Linked DNA regions of Mus musculus: region 2 is linked to region 1. A link is a contact called in public HiChIP or PLAC-seq data. All regions are on one chromosome and are shown on one strand. The core of a region is the stretch at or near the end of the contact, and the rest is flanking DNA. Distances in the headings are between cores, read along the strand shown.

What was found. HiChIP or PLAC-seq counts read pairs in DNA pulled down with a chosen protein or histone mark.
Region 2: a contact with region 1 is called in an H3K27ac HiChIP or PLAC-seq map of embryonic stem cells, with 8 read pairs. The contact joins the promoter of Nnmt here to the promoter of Rbm7 in region 1. A contact is called at or near these places in 7 of 39 promoter capture datasets (3T3-L1-derived adipocytes, cancer-associated fibroblasts, liver and 3 more), 6 of 484 Hi-C or Micro-C datasets (cardiomyocytes, embryonic fibroblasts, embryonic stem cells and 2 more), 10 of 115 datasets of contacts at active chromatin or transcription factors (bone marrow-derived macrophages, embryonic stem cells and stem cell-derived neural progenitor cells) and 4 of 9 other capture datasets (adipose tissue, liver, macrophages and 1 more).

The regions. Positions count from the first base shown.
Region 1 is chr9:48,491,296-48,497,181 of GRCm38.p6, reverse strand. Rbm7 (RNA binding motif protein 7) reads left to right here and starts at 1,852. Exons shown (of 5, transcript NM_144948.5): 1 at 1,852-2,027; 2 at 3,001-3,163; 3 at 3,688-3,775. The coding sequence starts at 1,932. Gm5617 (predicted gene 5617) reads right to left here and starts at 1,839. Exons shown (of 1, transcript NM_001004191.3): 1 at 1,207-1,839. The coding sequence starts at 1,614. The coding sequence ends at 1,261.
Region 2 is chr9:48,600,294-48,606,666 of GRCm38.p6, reverse strand. Nnmt (nicotinamide N-methyltransferase) reads left to right here and starts at 1,544. Exons shown (of 3, transcript NM_010924.3): 1 at 1,544-1,862; 2 at 3,106-3,313. The coding sequence starts at 1,709.

The DNA.
Region 1 (5,886 bases), core at 603-3,102:
CTTACGCAGGATTTCCAGTTCTAGAGCAACCTGGGCAACACAGCAAGGGCATTTCAGTATAAAATCATTCTAAGATTGATAAAAACAAAAGATACCAAGTGATCACAGTGAGCAGAAAACAAATGTCAAGTGACAGTGATTGACTTAGGTCCCACCAGCATATTTTGTGACAGTAGATTCACACTAATAAAGTTGGGAGTTGATTAAATAATATGGCCCATGCAAATGTTCATTTGAAGTCTTTGGAAAAGTATGCTGTACATTTGGCTTAACTTGGAAAAGTACTTGTTTTTAGTATGTTTAAGATTGGAGTCTGGGGGCTGGTGAGATGGCTCAGTGAGTAAGAGCACTGACTGCTCTTCTGAAGGTCCTAAGTTCAATTCCCAGCAACCACATGGTGGCTCACAACCATCTGTAATAGGATCTGGTGCCCTCTTCTGGTGTGTCTGAAGTCAGCTACTGTGTACTCACATATAATAAATAAATCTTTAAAAAAAAAAAAAAATTGGAGTCTGACCAGACCTGGTGGAGCATGCCTTTAATCCCAGCACTTGGGAGGCAGAGGCAGTCATGTCTGTCAACTTCAAGATAGTCAGAGGTACAAAATGAGACACTCCACCCCCAAAGATTGGGAGTCTATAGATATTTCTAAAACAAAACAAAACAAAACAGAAGGGGGGTGTAGTTAGGTGGTGGGGAATGGCAATGTGATAAAGGACATTTTTCCTCAACATGAATTCAAGGGTAGTCACGGGTAGAGAGGCTTAAATTAGAAGCCCCAGAGAATCAGGGAGGATTGTAGAACTCAGACACAGCTGGATTCCATACTGAGCAGCTTACTCAAGCCTGGTGTATGGCTCGCGCCTGTAAACACCAGCACCTGGGAGGCCCAGGCAAGGGGGAGTTCAAGACCATCCTTAATACACGGCAAGTCTGCACTATAAGACTCTACATCATTCACAACTAGTCACCTAGCTTTGTGACTACTTAAGAAAAGCCCTCCTGGCCTCTTCTTGGCCCCACATGGATGGATATTAAGCCCCTCGACTATGTAACAAACGGCTAGCCTGTAACTCAGAGCCTGCTTTCCGAGTCTTGAGATTAAAAATGTGTGTCACTATGCCCGGCTAAACTTTTCTTTGGTAGCCTATATTAACCGCCCACATCGGTGAAAATGCGTAAGAATAAAACTGCCGTCACACCAAGACATGATTTTTGGAGAGGCCTTGTTTGTAAGCTAAGTGAGGGGAGGCATTCGTTCTACGCTGAGATTCGGGTTGCGAGAGCAGTTCCCAGTGCAACCAGACGCTGCTGCAGCACACTTCTTAAGAGGTCGAGCTTGACGCCTGGGATCGGGTAAGGCGAGAATCTGCCTTGGCGGCTTCGGCTCCGGCTGCGGCCACCGACAGGGACTCGACGTCTGTCGGCCCGAACGCTGGGTCGCGCTGGTGGCCGAGGTCCCGGCTGATTCGGATCCAGCCTAGTAACCAGGAAGCTATCTCCGGAGACCATTGCCCAAGCCATGGCCGACGGGTTGAGATCTCCTTGGGAGGATCGGTGGGCCATCCTGTTGGCTTGATCGCCGGCGGACAGCGACACCGAGTTCTGGGCCATCTTCAAACACCGCCTGCAGTGTTTGCTAGACGTATGTCGATCAAACTGGGCCCTCGGCGGCGCCGCAGGTCACTCCAGCCCGCGTCAGACGCAACCGTTACCAACCCCAGTAGCCATTTTTCACGCAACGGCGGAAGGAGCAGCCGCCGGAAACGGGCGCTTGTCCCGCGCGCGTGCGTAGCTCGTCTGCGCTCGCGCACGGCGGGCCTTTACGTCGTGACGTCTGAACGGGAGGACGTGAGTGTTTCTGAGGGTGCGCAGTAGGGTCGGTCGGCCCTGAGCAGGCAGCCTAGGCCTGGGACTGGAACAGCGCGGAGATGGGGGCGGCGGCCGCAGAGGCCGACCGCACTCTGTTCGTGGGTAACCTGGAGACGAAGGTGACAGAGGAGCTCCTCTTCGAGCTGTTCCACCAGGTAAGGGGCGGGCACGGTCCTAGGGCGGCTGTGGCATTCACAGGCCGGGCCAAGGAGCGGAGCGCGCCGAGCCGGAATTCCGCGGCGTTCGGGCCGAAAGTGACGTCGGATGATGGGGACATCTGCGTCTCCACCTTGGAAAAGTCCAGGGATCCGAGGTGGAACCTCAGTACTTGCTTTCCTCTTTCCTGTGTACCGTGCCTTCCCATTTGAGTTCATTGGCCTTTGCCGCATCGTGCAGGATGTGTTTCCGAGTCTATCCGCTTAACTTCCGTGTGAAATTGCAGACGTTAAAGTGTTTTAAAAACTCCATAAACATAACGCAGGAAAGCAGGACTGGCATGCTTAAATCTACCAGTCCTGTACCTTCTTGCTTTAAGACTCAATAGTTGGTTATATTTGAGTAATAGGTGCGGAAGGTTTTTTTTTTTTGTTTGTTTGTTTTGTTTTTGGTTTTTGTAATCAAAATAATCCACTTTGCCTTGTAAATGTTCGTTTCCATGCAGTGGGAAAATGATAGCTGTTGGTTACATTGTTAGGACATCACACAGTCATGTGAGATGGAGATTTTATACTGTACTTCCCATTCTTTGTCAATATTACAAATAATGTCCGAAAAAACTTGCCCCAAATCTCGGTTTCAGTCGGAACTAGAATTATTCTTCCTAAAAGGAAAGTAGATGTCCAGCCCCTGCCTGGACATTTTGTTTTTGATGAGGTCTTGATTATGTACCTTTTGTTTAAAACTTGTGTTCTCTTCTTTATAGTATTTGAGGCAGAGAGCCATATAGTATTTCTTGGTAGCCCTGGAACTCCGAGGCTGACTTAGAGCTGGTCCTCCTGCCTGCATCTCCTGACATCTGACCATACAGGCATGTGCCACCATGACAGGCTTGCATTTCCATTTATTTCTGAAATTTAAATGTCTTCCTGAAATTGCCTCGTTTTAAGTTCTGAATATTTTTCTTCGCAGGCTGGGCCGGTAATAAAAGTGAAAATCCCGAAAGATAAAGATGGCAAACTGAAGCAGTTTGCATTCGTGAACTTCAAACATGAAGTGTCTGTTCCCTATGCCATGAATCTGCTCAACGGAATCAAACTTTTCGGGAGGCCTATCAAAATTCAGTTTAGATCAGGTAATGGCTCGGTATTGTGGTAATAGGGAGAGGGTTTTTGGCTTCTTTTGCTTTCACTTTACTATTCCGTTTGGTTTTTGAATCAGGGTTTGGGGTATTTCTAGGCTAGTTTCAGACTCACTGTGTAAGGCATGTGTAGCTTTGAACTCTTGGTCCTCTGGGTATACCTCCCAAGTGCTGGGTTTGTAGGTGTCAACTCTATACCAGACTAATATTTTAAAAATTAGGGAGTAGGGAATTAATTATGATGGAAATACTTTAAATTTTGCTATTTCCTGTGGCCAGGTTGGCTGTTTCTTCTTAAAGTAGTATCATGTTTGAAATGCTTTCTTTTGCATTTCTGCTGTTATGTACTTAAGAAACTGTGAGGCAGTTCATAGCAATTTGAGTTTAGTTTGCGGGGAGTTGGTGTTGCTTTTAAGCTGTTTATCTCTTTTGGAGTAATTTAGATAGGAAGGAACATTTCAAATTATTGTTGGGCTTTTTGGTTTTCAACTAGAATTTTTGAAATTGCTTCATTTTAGGAAGCAGTCACGCCTCTCAGGATGCCAGTGTGTCATATCCCCAGCATCATGTTGGAAATTTAAGCCCAACCTCCACATCTCCTAACAGGTACTGTTTCTCATTCACTATTAAAGTCATTGATCAGAAAATTTCTGAGGTCAAGACCTTAGAGTGCACCAGTGAACAGCTTCCTTCATGATGGTTCTGCTGTTGGGTTGCTGCCTGTGCTAGATTCATGGAATGCTTGTTTTCTAAGGAAACTGGAGGCAGATAGATTATGTGGTTCTTTTGCACTAAATTAAGTAGAACTTTTATATATACATTGGTAACATGCATACTCATGTCCTACCCACATGCCCATGAATGGACTTGAAACAAGAAATGTTATTTATTACAACAGTACTATACTGTATCTTACTCCCCAAAGTGTTAAAGTTTCCAATTACCTCTGTAGTAACCTTATCACTGCTAGTAGTTCTTTCCTGCCTTTTAAGATCACCAAGTGCTTAGTGGGCTGACTTAATAGAACTGGAGTGTAGATCTCTCTCTGCCAACTGAGTCTTTAGCTTAATTTCTCTGGTCCTGTCCTTTGCAAGGAAAGAAAGATGAATAAAATGAGCTCTGAAATCCCTGTAGCTATTGAAGGTTAGAGATAGTACAGTATTTACCTAACTCAGTTTGTTTGCTTTCGTGCTGATATATACATATAGATTTTTGGTTTTGTTTGTAAATTCTGTAGAGCCATAATATGCCCATTCAAAAATCGATTTCACTTAAGAAAAATTGAACAAGGCGGGCGTGGTGGCCCACGCCTTAATCCCAGCACTCAGGAGACAGAGGCAAGCGGATTTCTGAGTTCAGCCTGGTCTACAAAGTGAGTTCCAGGACAGTCAGGGCTATACAGAGAAAGCCTGTCTCAAAAAAACAAAAAAAAACAAAAAAAAAAAAAAGAAAAGAAAAAAGGAAAAGGAAAATTGAACACATAGCTGTCATGTATTGATTACCCCATCAGAGCCTTTCCATGTATGATCTCAATTATTTGTCGAAGCAACTGTATGAAGTTGGATTTACTTAACTCTACTTTTTGGTGCAGAAAGTAGGGAATGGAGGTTAACTTGCCCAAATTTGAACTGCTTGTAAGTAGTGCGTGGAGACAAACCTAGGTGGTATGATCGAGCCACAATATGATACACTGCCTGGTGGAGCTTCAAATCTAGATGGATTACTATAATTAGCTCTCAAGGGGGGGGGAGTAGAAAGTGCTTTGAGAGGATTTTAACAGCCTGAGTCGATGCAAGATGGATGACGAACAGAAAGAAGCCAGTACAGTGAGAGCAGTGGGAAGTTGGAGGAAGTGCACAGAGGCTGAGTAAGCTGCTAGGGCTACAATCAAGGCTCGTCCTAAAGAGGAGGGAAGCATTAAGTAAGGTAATGGTGGGAAGTTCCAGGGTTAGAGTACTGGGTTACAGTAGGGAAGAGTAAGAGTGCATTAGAAGGGACAATAGTGAAAGTTCAGTAAGAACTATAGGCAGCAGCCTTGCAGGGCTGTTGGACCAAGGCTGGTTTGGGTGAAGGCACTGCCAAGGCTGGAGAGAACTGGGTGGCTGCAGTGAAGGAGCTCTTGGAAGGAGGAATTCTCGAAAGCAGTAGTAGAAAAACAGTGTCCTTGTTTTGCCAGCTAAAATTAATTAGTGGTGTTTAAACAAAGGTGTCTTCAGCCATTTTCACATAACATAGTCAAAGGTATCCTAAGTGGCACAAAGACTTTCCCTGGAGTTTCTTGGGAGGGTTGAGGAGGTGTGCTAGCTACACTTTTAGCTTTGATCATAGGCTAGAGTGGATCGTTTTAATACCCTGGCATAAAGTAAACTGTACTTTTTGCTCTTCTTAGCATCTGGACACATAATCTGCTCTGAGACACTCCTCCTACAGAAACTAAAGGAGAACCCTTATTTTTCTTACCTTCGAGTAGTCTAATCAACAGGAAGACAATGAAATAAATGGTTATTTGTCCAGACCCTTTACACTTTAATGACTCAGAAATACCTACTTAATTGTTCCAGTTTAAAAAAGGAAAATTTATAGTTTCTTTACTCTGTTTATAGCTAGGTAATAAAATCTCAGTCTGAATGATTGCACCAATTAATTAGCTTAAGGACCAATGCATCTTTTTTCCATAAGGTCAAGTAAATGCTTTAGATGTGTGCTGGCCATGTTGT
Region 2 (6,373 bases), core at 295-2,794, 110 kb before region 1:
AAAGGTCATAGAAACAAGGGAAAATAACTAAGCTACCTGGCTTTTGTTGTTGTCCTTATTCACTTTTGTTTTATCAACCCATTAGATTTCCTGTAATTTGTTTTAATTATAATATCAACCAAAAAATTATTTTTTTGAGACGGGGTCTAACTATGTAACTGTGGGCACCTTCCATTCCCAACCTTAGTGGAGATTCTCTGGGTGAGTTTTTATGCCTTGTAACCAAAGAGCTCTTGCTTAATCATGACCCGTGGGATGCCAGGAACTTACTGCTTTCGCATTTGGTGCAACATCTCCGGCTGGTTAATCAAACACTATTTTGAGCAACAACTCTGTGAAGCAACTCAGGGCGTAGAGCAGGGAAAACAGACTCAAGGCACAGCCCCTCGTCTACTGGTCAGCGCATCACCTCCATAATAGCTGTGAGAAAAATAACTGACAGGCAAATCCAGGAACAAATATATGCTGGCACAAGAATGAAGGGTTTGGCTGGGCAGGGTGAATTCTAATTGGCAGTTGTGAGCCCAGGAATGGAAACGGGAGGAACTCTGTAAGGAAATTGAGGTTTCTTGGAGCTTACTTTGAAAGAACTGTCAGGGTTTGAATTCAGTGGCAGTGGCAGTGGCAGGAAACTTGGGGGAGTGCAGAGCAGGGGCAGAGGTGGGAGCAAGGCACAGCTGCATTGGGTGGGCCTTGAACTTGCTATGTATGGAGCCAAGGCTGAGCCTGAAGTTCTGACTCCTAGTGCTAAGTGCTGGAACTACATGCAGGCAGCACCATGGCAGATTTGTGCAGTGCTGGTGAGCAAGCCTCGGGCCAAACGCATGGCGGGCAAGCATTCTACCAACTGAGTTATGTTTTCAGCCCTTAACCATGTTTTTGATTGATTAATCTGATGTTCAGACTTTTTTTTTTATAGAACCTTTTGATTATACTTTGGCAGTTTCGTACATTCTCACTGTGCATCACGAGTATACCCATCCCCGGCTATCTCTTACACTATCACACATCCTCCCTCCTTCTACATTCACGACCCCTCACAGCTTTAGAACTCATTGAGTCCTAGTGGTGCTGGCATGTTGGCATGTGAGCTTGGCCTTGTGCAAGTAACCATGACTGCAGTGTGCTCAAGAGGGTAGCCACCATACTGTATCTAGGAAGACAATGTCCATGTTTTAAAAATTAATCTTTCCAGACTCCATCCGAGATTATTTTTCTCTAGCCAACATTCCTTAGCCATGAGCTCGTTTCCTTACCCCACATTCCCTTTTCTTTTTTTTTGTTTGTTCAAACTGAAACCATTCGGTGGGACTCTTCCCTGACCCTCCAGGGAGAATCCTTGCAAGAACAAGCAGACTACTGGATTGTTTGGAGATGACCCGTCTCTCTGGACTCAGGGCTTCTGCAGGTTTGCCTCTGACCTGCACCACTGGTCAGAGGGCTGCATGGAGTTCATGGTCCTCCCCCTGCCACTCCCCTCTTCTCCTAAGCTCCCTTCTCCAGGAATTTCATCACTTCCTGGAATAGCCTGAACGTCTGCAGTCTATTTCACTGTCAGTATTTAGCAAACATCTGTCTCTAAGGGATGGGCCGAGCTGGAGGAAGATTGGCAGCTCTAAGACTCCAAAAGCCAACTTCACAGGGTGACTCCCTGCTTCTGGAGGAGGGGACAGGAGAGCATCAGGCTGGTGCACGGAGCTGAGACACGATGGAATCTGGCTTCACCTCCAAGGACACTTATCTAAGTCATTTTAATCCTCGGGATTACTTGGAAAAATATTACAGCTTTGGGTCCAGACACTGTGCAGAAAACGAGATCCTCAGACATCTGCTGAAAAATCTTTTTAAGATATTCTGCCTGGGTAAGTTTGTCTGTCTAAATATGAGTAACATTGTGTCTTGGGGGACGACTGGACTTGTGTCCACTATTAGACAGTCTCTTGGAATCACTTATTTGTTCAATGAAAATAAAAGTTAATGTTGGCTTAGCTATTTTACAGTTTACAAAGTTATTTTATGTCCATTGTCTTTTGTATGGTTGTGAAAATGGAGGCCAGTGGGCCTGAGTGCTGTCCTTGTAGCTACAGTGACTTTTCTAGGTGACTTGAAGGAGCCATTTCACCTCATCTCACAGTTTAGAGATTCTAAGAGAGTTGGGTGTGTGTGTGGGGGGGGGTCACAGGACTCAAGAAAGGAAGATTGGCAGCTCTAAGACTCCAAAAGCTAACTTCACAGGGTGACTCCCTGCTTCTGGAGGAGGGGCCAGGAGAGCATTGGGCTGGTACACGGAGCTGAGACATGATGGAATTTGGCTCATCATCTCCATGAGGACAGCCTGGACTACAGAGTGATTTTTCAGGCTAGCCTGGTCTAAAGAATGAGATCTTGTCCAAAAAAAGAAAGAAAGAAAGAGAGAGAGAGAGAGAGAGAGAGAGAGAGAGAGAGAGAGGGAGGGAGGGAGGGAGGGAGGGAGGGAGGGAGGAAGGAAGGAAGGAAGGAAGGAAGGAAGGAAGGAAGGAAGGAAGGAAGGAAGGAAAGAAGTAAGAAAGGAAAGTTTAATTCTACTCTTATTTGAAAGGAATGTTTGTTTACTCATGAAGTAAAGGACCCCCCAATATTAAGAACTGGGTGATTTGATTATTAATTAATCTCAGTGTTTTAAATTTTAATATATATACATCTAAGCATATGTGTACATGGTCTATGCAGGTACATGCATGGGGCCAGAAGAGGGCACCAGATGTATGCTTCCATCACTCTCTCCACCTATTCTTGTGGGGCAGCGTCCCCTCCTAAACCTGGGGCTTGTGTGTTGACTAGACTGGAAGCCAGAAAGCCTCAGAGAGCCTCTCCTCTCTGCTCCTCTCAGAGATGGGAGCATAGGTATTTGTGAGATGCCTGACTTGTTACACAGGTTCTGGGACCTGAATGCTGGCCCTCATCTCTGGACCATCACTCCAGGCCTTAAAATCAGTTGTTACACAACAACAACGACAACACCACCACCACCACAACAAAAATGGCACAATCCCAGTAAAGACACTATAACTTCAGCTCTGCCTGTTCCCTTTTGATGCCTGATTCCCTGCCCCTCTTCTGTCCTAGGTGCTGTAAAAGGAGAACTCCTGATTGACATTGGCTCTGGCCCCACCATCTATCAGCTTCTCTCTGCCTGTGAGTCCTTCACGGAGATCATTGTCTCTGACTACACAGACCAGAACCTCTGGGAGCTGCAGAAATGGCTGAAGAAGGAACCAGGAGCCTTTGACTGGTCCCCAGTGGTCACCTATGTGTGTGATCTTGAAGGCAACAGGTAGAGGAATGAGTATCTGCTCTTCAACTTTCTGAAGGGACCTGCATGTTTCTATCAGCCCAAACTACCACTAAGATCCAGATGAAAAATGCAAAAGAAACTCAAAGACCAAAGGGAACTCGGGATAGAAGATGAGGGCTCAGGAGAATAGCTGGGTTGTCAGATGTACCACCAGAGTACTATTTGGTTACCAGTCATCCAACACAAAGGTGGTGGCTAATGCCTAATGCCCACACCACCGGAAACAGCAAAACACTGGCAGATGTATTTTTTTAGCCAACAGAAATAACCTGAAGCAATTATGGGGAAAGAATTCATTACTTACCATCTATAAAGTTAGAATCTTTAGGATCTGGGAGACGGTCAGTGGGTAAAGTGCTTGTCACAGAGGTTGTCCTTTCTCCAGTGTGTCCTCTTAGCATCTTTATTGAAAACCAGCTGGCTGCAGATTCATGGCTTAGTCCTATACTGTCTATTCTGTTCCATTATTCTGTGTTCTCTGGCTGGTGATGTTTTGTGGAAAGACTTTGCTGGTTTGATGATATAGTTTTTTTGTTGTTGTTGTTGCTGCTGCTGCTGCTGTTGTTGAAGCTAAGTAGTGTGTGATTTCTGATATTTTCTTGGTGCTATTTGGGCTTTGTGTGTACGGTTGCCTAAAAATTCTAGAATTGTTTTCTAGTCCTGTCATTAGTATTTTAAGAGGAATGGCATTGGCTACACTAATTGCTTTGGGTAGTATGGACATATTCATGATCTTGATTCTTCAGATCAGCGAACAGATCTTTCCATTTTGATGGTGTCTGCACTATTCTTCTCCATTGATGTTTTCAGTGTAAAGATCATTGGCTTGTTTTAGCAAAATTCATTTTGAATTTATATATTATATTTATTAATAAATACATTAATAAAATAATATTAAATATTACATTTTATTTATTTTTAATAGCTATTGCAATAGGATTGACTTCTTGATTTCTGAATCAAATAATTCTCTATTGGGGCACAGATACTCAGATGAAGGTTCTGAAAAGCTAGTGCTTCTTGGTTAATGTTTAAAGGAACTAGCATCTATCCATCCATTCATCTGTCCATCCATCCATCCATCCATCCATCCATCCATCCATCCATCCATCTACTTACCCACTCATCTTTTTGTCAATCCATTCACCCACCCACATATCCATCCATCCATCCATCCATCCATCCATCCATCCATCCATCCATCCATTTATCCATCTACTTACCCACTCATCTTTTTGTCAATCCATTCACCCATCCACCCACCTATCCATCCATCCATCCATCCATGTATCCATCCATCCATCCGTCCATGTATCCGTCCATGTATCCATCCATCCATGTATCCATCCACCCATTTATCTGTCCATCTATCCATCATTTCATCCATCCATTTATTCATCTGTCCATTCATCCATCCATCCATTTATCTGTCTGTCCATCCACTCATTCATCTTCCCACTCACCCATCGATTCATCCATCAATCAATTTATTCACCTCTCCACCCACACATATATCCATCCACCCACCCACCTGTTCATCTATTTATCCACCCACCCACCTACCTACTCATACTCATCCATCCAACCAACTTAGGTTGAACAACTGTGATGCACCCCATAATACTAGCTCTTAGGCCAGAACATAGAATGAGATAGGAGAAGTCCTTCTGCCCTTTCGTTCCTATCAGAAGTCAGACAAATGTCTGATCATTTAGGGTCTTGGAGGCCACATTTAAGGTTATGGCATTTAGTAACAAGTTGAGAGGCAGTTTTCATATGTCAACTTAACTTACAAACCTCTTATACACCTAGCATAAGTGAAGATACGTTCTCAAAAATGAAGGTGAATCTTACTACTCTCTCTTCTTTTTTTTTATTAATATGAAGTACATGATTCCCCAGGACAGAATTGGTATAACTTCCTATGAACATTTGGACACTATCACAATGTATTAAGCAAATAAGGAATTGAGCAGGATTGATAGAATTTCAGAGAAAATGTATTAAACAGAAATTCTCTGCCACTATGAGACGATGTATCTTTTTGAAGTCCAGAGCACGTGTCCTTAAATCCCTGGGAGCCTCGTTTCCACTTTGCCTACACATCACCGCCTACATCTCATTCAAAGACGAGCCCTTCAGTCTAGCAAGATACTAAAAGAGCTGCTTATCTCCCAATAGAATCATCAGCTCAGAACAATTGCCTCTTAAGTCGCACTCCCATCCCCATCACTTGGCCAGGACGAGGAACTGTACTTTTGGCAGGAAGTGCCTGCATCCCTCCCTTATCCTCACACCAGCTCCAGCAGCTTCAACTATTTTGGGAGCGATAGTGATCCCATTCGGCTCATGTCTCTCCTGCATCTCTGAGTACCTCTATCAACCTACAGTCTATTTCCCCCGAGATTATTTCTTCTTTATCTGGAGATATTTCTTGTGCTGATGGCTTCCAAGGACAATACGAGCTAGCTGCTTTCTTCTATTGCTTTGGGAGTGTGACTCAGACATTTAAAAACCATTCATTTCACAATTATTTGGAAGTTTTAAACATTCAGTTACCAAACCCTCACTGTAAACCATGAGATATTAATATCATTAATACCCCAGGTCTGTCATGAGCAAGGGAAATGAATTCTTTCCTTAAGAAATTATACAAATAGGAGCTGGCCTTGTATTGGGAGCTTTAAGAGGCCTTGCTGCTGTTTCAGGGGGCCTGAATTCAGTTCCAAGCACCCACATTTGGGTAGCTTACACACAGTACCTGTAACTCCAGTTTTAGAGAATCCCTCTTCTGGATTCTAAGGCTACCCACAGACACACACACACACACACACACACACACACACACACACACACACACACACACACACCTGCACGTATGAAAAAAAAGGAACAGAAATTTAGAAGAGAAATCATGGAAAAAATGTGAGCTAGCCTTTAGCCCCTTGGAACACTTTGCTTAGCCTTGGGATCTCCAGATTAGCAGCTTCAATGTATTCTGTAGCAGTATGTGTGAAATGCAAATTCTCGGGTTGCAGA